Regions from separate parts of the Zea mays genome. Here region 1 is linked to region 2. A link is a contact called in public Hi-C data. All regions are on one chromosome and are shown on one strand. The core of a region is the stretch at or near the end of the contact, and the rest is flanking DNA. Distances in the headings are between cores, read along the strand shown. Region 1 holds the start of LOC103648344 (protein trichome birefringence-like 8). Region 2 holds the start of LOC103645806 (dentin sialophosphoprotein).

Evidence for each region. A called contact is a pair of places that touch in the nucleus more often than the background predicts.
Region 1: a contact with region 2 is called in a Hi-C map of leaf, with 5 times the contacts expected there. The contact joins the promoter of LOC103648344 here to the promoter of LOC103645806 in region 2. A contact is called at or near these places in 2 of 25 Hi-C or Micro-C datasets (both in leaf).

Annotation. Positions count from the first base shown.
Region 1 is chr2:4,055,401-4,059,354 of Zm-B73-REFERENCE-NAM-5.0, forward strand. LOC103648344 (protein trichome birefringence-like 8) reads left to right here and starts at 2,003. Exons shown (of 4, transcript XM_008672831.1): 1 at 2,003-2,343; 2 at 2,458-2,862; 3 at 2,951-3,109; 4 at 3,285-3,630. The coding sequence starts at 2,003. The coding sequence ends at 3,630.
Region 2 is chr2:3,920,052-3,923,703 of Zm-B73-REFERENCE-NAM-5.0, forward strand. It overlaps LOC103645806 (dentin sialophosphoprotein), which reads left to right and starts at 1,673. Exons shown (of 14, transcript XM_008670527.2): 1 at 1,673-2,122; 2 at 2,568-2,610; 3 at 3,411-3,652. The coding sequence starts at 1,772.

The sequences.
Region 1 (3,954 bases), core at 753-3,252, 140 kb after region 2:
GACGTTTATGTGTTATGTATATATATAGTTATGTTATGTATATATATAGATGTATGTGTGATGTTTATGTTATGTATATATATAGTTATGTATATATATAGTGTAACTATTTATCTATAGATGTATGTGTGACGTTTATAAACATGAATGTCTCACACACACAATTCTTACTCGTACACACAGCCGCAATATGGGTGATAGACGTGATTGGATGTATGAAGGTTTCAAGAAGGGTGGGTGTCACACCAGTTCCACCACCACAGTTCACCACCCCTCCGACACATATACCTGCACCTGGAGATAGGTTACGTTTGATAACTCTCCATTAATTTATACACTTGTATACTTTTTGATATTTGCATTTAACGTGTTGATATTTGCTAACTTGCATAGGTTACGCCTGAAGCGGGTGGCAGTGGGTCTGATCCAGCAGCAGGGACTGGATTTGTTGACTCACTCTTCGCGTTCCCTCCTCCTGGTGGTGAAGGCGGCAGCGGTCATAGCTCTAACCACCCAAGTGGTGGTTATCTCTAAACACTTAAACTCGTGCTCGTTATGTTTTTAACTCCTGGACGTTATGTTTGTGTAAACACTCTCGTATCTGAAATGTTTGCGATGTGTGAATTATATCAATGTGTTTGTGATGTGTGATGTCAATGATGTGTTTGTGATGTGTGATGTCAATGCGTTTGTGATTTATATGTTTATGTGATACGTTTTGTCATATGTTTGTGATATATATGTTTTGTGTATGTTATGTGTGAGAAATATCTAATTTGGTGTTGCTGTTGCAGAAATATAGGTTAACTCCTGTCGGCCCAGTTAATTCCCGTCGGTTTGACCATAGCCGACGGGAATTGACTATTAACTCACGTCGGCCCAGATAATTCCCGTCGGCTGACCTGGCCGACGGGAATTACTAATTAATGCCCGTCGGCCAGGTCAGCCGACGAGCATTAATTAGTAATTCTCGTCGGCCCGGTCAGCCGACGGGGATAAGGCCTTATTCCCGTCGGCTCGATATTGGACGACGGGGATTACGTATTCCCGTCGGCGGCCGACGAGAATAACCGTATCCCCGACAAGGGACGCCTGGCGGCTGACAACCGACGGGAATAAGGGCTAAACCGACGGGAATTACTTATTCCCGTCGGTTTAGTGCTTATTCCCGTCGGTTCCTGGCCGACGGGAATTAACTGTTTTCCTGTAGTGGAGGCAGGCTGGATGTCGGCACAGAGGTGTGCGAAGGGGTGGTGCTAGGAGGCACGACCGCCGACGAGGAGGGATGGCACGACCACGTGGAGGAGTGACACAAAGGAGGTGAAGCATCAGATAGGTCACTGCTATCGTGAGGAGGTTGGGGGCGGCAATCTACGTTGGAGGGGCGTCAGTGGGTGGTAGTGGCGACACGAGGTGGAGGATGAGGCTAGAGTGTGGTGTAGTGGCGTGAGGTCGGATGTGGGCTTGGGCCGTGTATGAGGAGGATGGAAGAAGTGTGAGAAGGGCCATGTGGGTTGGGCTCGAACGCTTCTGCATAATTTATCAATTTTGGTCCACATCGAAGAACCCGCAGATGGAGTTCACAACTCATCTCAAACCTAATACTGTTCGAGACCTAAACTTATAGCCAGATAGCCCCGTGGGAGAAAATGTATCCTCGCTCCTGCCTCGCCTTGTCTGAAACCCGCAGGGACCCGCCCCCTCTCGCGCTACGGCCTGTCGCAGCTTGCACTGGCTCCATGTGGCGCCGAGATAGCGAAGGACGGGATCTATGCCAAACGGCTCAAACTGATGGCGCCGATCGTGATAATTTTAGGTAGTGATGGTTTGTCTTTGATGCAGTAGTCTATCTCGACCCACAAATCGCTCCAACAATCGTACTCTTGGCACTATTTACCACCACTGGCTGGCCCACTTGCTACTGCTGTCGCTCCTCGTCCTCGCCTCACTCCGAATAACCAGCAGCCAATGTTAGCCAACGGTGACGCTCGCGTCTGAACCCATGCATGCGAGGCACGTGCTCGTCTCCTCCGTCTTCCTGTTCTTCGTCGTCGCGCTATGTACCGTCGTCCTACCCCCGCCCCGGTGGCCAAGGTCGACGTCGTTCTTCCAGCCGTCGTGGCTGCCTCCGCTCAACAGAAGAGAGCGCGACGACAGCGCCGACGCCCACCCGCCGTGCGACTACTCGGACGGACGATGGGTGAGGGACGATGCTGCCGACGTGACGACGTACACGGAGGACTGCCCGTTCCTCGACCCGGGATTCCGGTGCACGCGGAACGGCCGCACGGACTCGTCCTTCCGACACTGGCGCTGGCGACCTCGTCGCTGCGACCTCCCTAAGTAGGTAGCGCCGCCGGCCCGCGCGCCATGTCAGTGTCACGACATCTTCTTCTTCTTCTTCCTTCCGGTTCGACGACGACGACGTCAATGGTTTCATTAAGTTATTTTTGTCAGATTCAACGCGACGGACATGCTGGAGCGGAGCCGGGACGGCAGGATCGTCTTTGCCGGGGACTCGATCGGGCGCAACCAGTGGGAGTCCATGGTGTGCATGCTCGCCGCCGCCGTGCCGGCCGCGTCGTCGTCCAGGGTGTACGAGCGGTCCGGGAAGCCGATCAGCCGGCACAAGGGCTACCTCGCCATGGTTTTCGCCGACTACAACCTCTCCGTCGAGTACTACCGCGCGCCCATGATCGTGATGGTCCACCGCTTCCCGGCGGCAAACAACGCGACGGCAGGCAGCGTGAGGGGGGGCGTCCGCCTTGACGCGCTGCCACGGCACGCCGACCGGTGGGCCGCCGCCGACGTGCTCGTGCTCAACTCCGGCCACTGGTGGAACCAGCACAAAACCGTCAAGGCGTACGTATGCAATGCCATGGCTATTTTGTAATCTCTGGGTAGTAAGGCATTGAGTTGAAGCTGTGCGTGTGGTGTGGCTCGTGAGCAGAGGAAACTATTTCATGGTCGGCGACCGCTTGAACAAAACCATGGACATCAAGGAAGCTTTTCAACGGTCCCTGCAGACGGTGAAAGATTGGGAATTGAGTAGTGCTCAGCTTTCGGAAAGCTATTTCTTCTTCAGGAGTTTTTCTCCCTCGCATTACAGGTAAGTAAGGGAGTGGTGTTAATTGCATTGTGATAATAAAGAGAAGAGAACTGTGGTTTATATATGATATGACAATTAAAATATATGATCCAGCAATTGCGACTGTTCGAGGAAATCTCCATTGCGACAGTTCGAGAAAATTTAACCATGATTTTTCTGCACCTGAAAATGGCAGCAACGGCACCTGGAACACTGGCGGTTCGTGCGCCGGCCAGCGAGAGCCACCGACCACAAACAATGGCCGCTCCGAGGAAGAGTACTCATGGATGAACGCGATGATTGCGAAGATGACGGAGGATATCAAGAGCCACGGGAGGAAGGCGAGGTTTCTGAACATCACTCACATGACGGAGCTCAGGCCTGATGGCCACCCGGCAGGGCACAGGGAGCCCGGAACGCCGCCGGACGCGCCGGAGGACTGCAGCCACTGGTGCCTCCCCGGCGTGCCGGACGTTTGGAATCAGATCCTCTACGCACACCTCTTGTCCGCAGGGTATGGCACGCGCAGGAACCAGAGATAACTATTTGTACGTATTGGTACGTGTATATGTAGATTATTGCGCCGTCTTAGCGTGCTGTCGTATAAATTAATTAAAGCTAGCTAAAGTAGGTTCCTTTGTACAGTACTGCAGTTATATTGCTTAGTTTTACAATGACTTAGAACGTATCTTTCACTATCGCTAGTGATAAGATTTTAGAAATTTTGTATTTAATTTAGTCCCGAAATATAATATTATAGCTGTGAGTTGTGACGATATATAGTATGTGCCAAATATTGCTGCCCACAAACTTTTTTTTTACAAAGGGGGACACCCCCTATTTCATTCCGAAATAGCAAAGTTCTT
Region 2 (3,652 bases), core at 423-2,922:
ACGAGTCGCCCGAGACCAAGCTCAGGCGAGAGACACAATCACGACTTGGCCGAGGCCACTCTTGGGTGGGAGAGGTAGTGACGACTCGCTTGAGGCCAAGCCTACACGGGACAAACAGTCATGACTTGTCCTAGGACACTCTTGGGCAGGAGACATAGCCACGAGTCACCCGAGGCCATGCCCAGGTGGGACAAGCAGCCACGACTCTCCTGTGGCCACCCTCGGGCGGGACAAGCAGACACGACTCGCCCAAGGACAACCCCGTGCGGTACTGGCAGTAATGACTCGCCCGAGGCAACCTCGGGCGGGAAAGGCAATAATGATTCGCTCGAGGGAAACCCTGGGTGGGAGAGGCAGTCATGATTCACTCGAGGCCATCCTCGGGGGGAGAGGCAGTCACGACTCACCCGAGGCCACCCTCAGGCGGGAGACACAATCACGACTCGTCCAAGGCCAAGCCTGAGCGAGACAGGCAACCACGACTCGCCTGAGGCCATTCTCGGGCGAGACAGGCAGCCACGACTCGCCCGAGGCCAACCCCCAACGGGAGACGCAGTCACGACTCAAGCGAGGCCAAGCCCTGGCTAGACAGTCAGTCACGACTCGCCTGAGGCCACCCTCGGGTGGGACATGCAGTCATGACTCGCCCAAGGGCAACCCCTGGCGTGAGACGTAGTCATGACTCGTCTGTGGCCATCCTCAGGTGGGACAGATAGTCACAACTCGCTTGAGGCCATCCGCGGGCGGGACAGGCAGTAATGACTCGCTCGAGGCCATCTGCGAGTGGGATAGACAGTCACGACTGGCCCAAGGCCAACCTCCGGCAAGACAAGTAGTCACAACTCGCCCAAGGCCATCCTCTGGTGGGATACACAGTCATGACTCGCTCGAGACCACTCTTGGGCTGGAGAGGCTGTCAAGAATCGCCCAAGGCCAAGCCCGGCGGGAGACGCAGTCACGACTCGCCTGAGGACACCCTCGAGCGGGAGACATAATCACGACTCGTCTGAGGCCAAGCCCAGGCGGGACAGGTAGTCACGACTCATCCGAGGCCAAGCCCGGGCAGCAGACGCAGTCATGACCCATCCGAGGCCAAGCTCGGGTAGCAGACGCAGTCACGACTCGCCTAAGGCCACTTTGGCAGAACTGTCCGCACCCGGCCTCCTCCACCTCTTCCCGCCTCTCGCTCTAATCGCGCCATGTTCCACATGTCGCGGCCTCCATCCACCTAACGCCCTCTAATCTGCCTCCCGACGCAATTCGCGGTCCCACACACCCGACGCCCCGCCCCTCGAGCCTGCCTCCCAATGTCACCTCCCTCGCATGTCGACCGACACATGAAGTTTGGTTGATAACATCACTAAACAATGATCTATACATACATAAGTGTCACCCTGCCGGTTGATTACTTCACTAAACAATGACTTATGCCTGCATTAGTATTACCCGTTGCAACGCACGAGTATATACATAGTTAAATAGGATTGCTCTTATGGATCTGGGAGTTGGAATGCATGAAGTCGGCCGGTTCGTTCGACGTCCACGTTTGCAACTGGGCCGGGCCGGTTCGTTCGACGTCCACGTTGCAACTCAAGGTAGTTACTAAGCACAGGCAAGCCTAAACCGTGTACAAAACCGGCCCAACTGATCAAAAGCAAACAAACCCAGGTCAGGACTCACCGAGTCAGGACGGGGAAAGGAGAAAAATCCACCTCGCCCCTTTTCCACCAGGTCCCAGCCCAAGCCTCTTCGCCTCCGCTAGTACGCCTCCATGGACGCGTACCAGCACCAGCGACGCTTCGCCGGCGCCGGCGACGCACCGCCGCCGCCGCCTCACCCCTCCCACCCGAGCGCTCAGTGGTACCCGGCGCCCCCACTGCCATACCATCCTCCCCACCCCGGACACCCCTACCCTCCGCAGCACCACCACCAGTGGGCCCCGCCACCCGACATGCAGCACCAGCACCATCCGCCGCTGCCGCAGCCCTACGTGTACCAACCGCCACCCCCGCCCATGGCGATGCAGCAACAGCCGCCCCCGCCTCCTGGGAACCCCTGGCCCCCTCACCACGGCGCCGGGCAGCACCCGCCGCCTACCTACCCTCCTCCTCCGCCGGGGCAGGTACGTTGGGTTTACCCTGTATGGGTTTCGAATTTCCGCCGATGCATTGACGTTCTTGTTGGGGGGCAATATGTAGCTGGTTTTGTACTAGGGATTGTGAGTAGGTGTGGCTTTGAGTGTTAGGTTAGTTGTAAGGGGATTCCACTCCTAGTGCCCAGCACAATGGGCATGTGGTTGTTCGGGTGTAAGCTTATGCTTCCATTCTACTCAATTGTTGTATGCCTTAATGGCTGGGCACAGTTTGACATTGATATGATTGTACACAACGGTAGATGGGATGATTTTGCTATAATGCTATCAGTTTTTCACCTTTTTCATGGTTTCACTGGTACTATTGATCTGGATCTCAACTTTTCATCTTTGATTGAGGTGACCTTCATTTGTTTCATTGCTCTAAACTTTCACGGAACATGAAGTTCATTGCTGGGTGTTGCTTATTTTGCAGGCTTGGACCAATCACTCATGGGCTCAGAATCATGGATATCAAGGTTTACTCTTATATGTACCTCTGTTTCTTTCATATATAATTTTGCAAATCACGACGAGTTTAGTTTGATATGCTATGTTGTGGAATTTCTACTAAACATTCTATCCTAATGCTTATTGACGTGGGAGTTTTTTTTTGCTAAAGATTCTATTATACACACATTTCAACCTTGTTTGTGAAAACACAATATCTCAATACTGGTGTATAACACATTTCTGAAACTGCAAATATATATCCATCGTGGCCATGTTAATACTGGTGTTGTTATTCAAGTTTAATCTTAGTTGGAAATTTCTTTGCACCACTTGATTGTGGTGCTACTGCTATCTGTCATGTATTAGTGACTACACAGGAGATGTTTACTTTAAAATATTTAGCCTAACAGATTTACTGTCGTGTAATTCGCTTTCTGTATACAAATCTCTTGAGAACTATTTGTTGATAAATCACTATTAAGTGATTGGTTTTGCATACTCTTGACGTGACTGTTATTTTCTTATCTTATTATGAGTGCTTTCTTACATAATAAGTTCTTGGTAGTTTTTGGTGCGATACTTTGTTTTTATACTGGACTAAAACGTTTTCTTGTTTGTCGATGGACCAGTTGTTCATTTGGGGGGCCTTGTCATTAAATCTATTTAGGCTACTCTCAATGAAATAAACTTTAAACATAGCGTAAGATTTACTATAGTCAATCAACTTTAGAGAGACTTCTGAAGCAGAATAAATTTCTTGCGCCGATAAATCAATTGTTAGTATGACGATAGTTTCTCTATTTCCTTAAAAATTAAATAATGGAAGGTCATGACAATGAGGAAGATTGGGCTACAAAGGCTAAGGCATGGGTTGCTGCTAAATCTGTTATGGGAAACCACCAGATTCAACAGCATGCCATATCCACAAGTAGAACTGAAGGTCATCATAATGGTTACCATGATCAGTATCAGCAACCAGCTGGTCTGCCAACAGAAGTTACAGAAGCTTTGCACCCACCAGTACCTCAATCAAGTATTGATCATGTGCCATTTCCAATGACAGGTCAA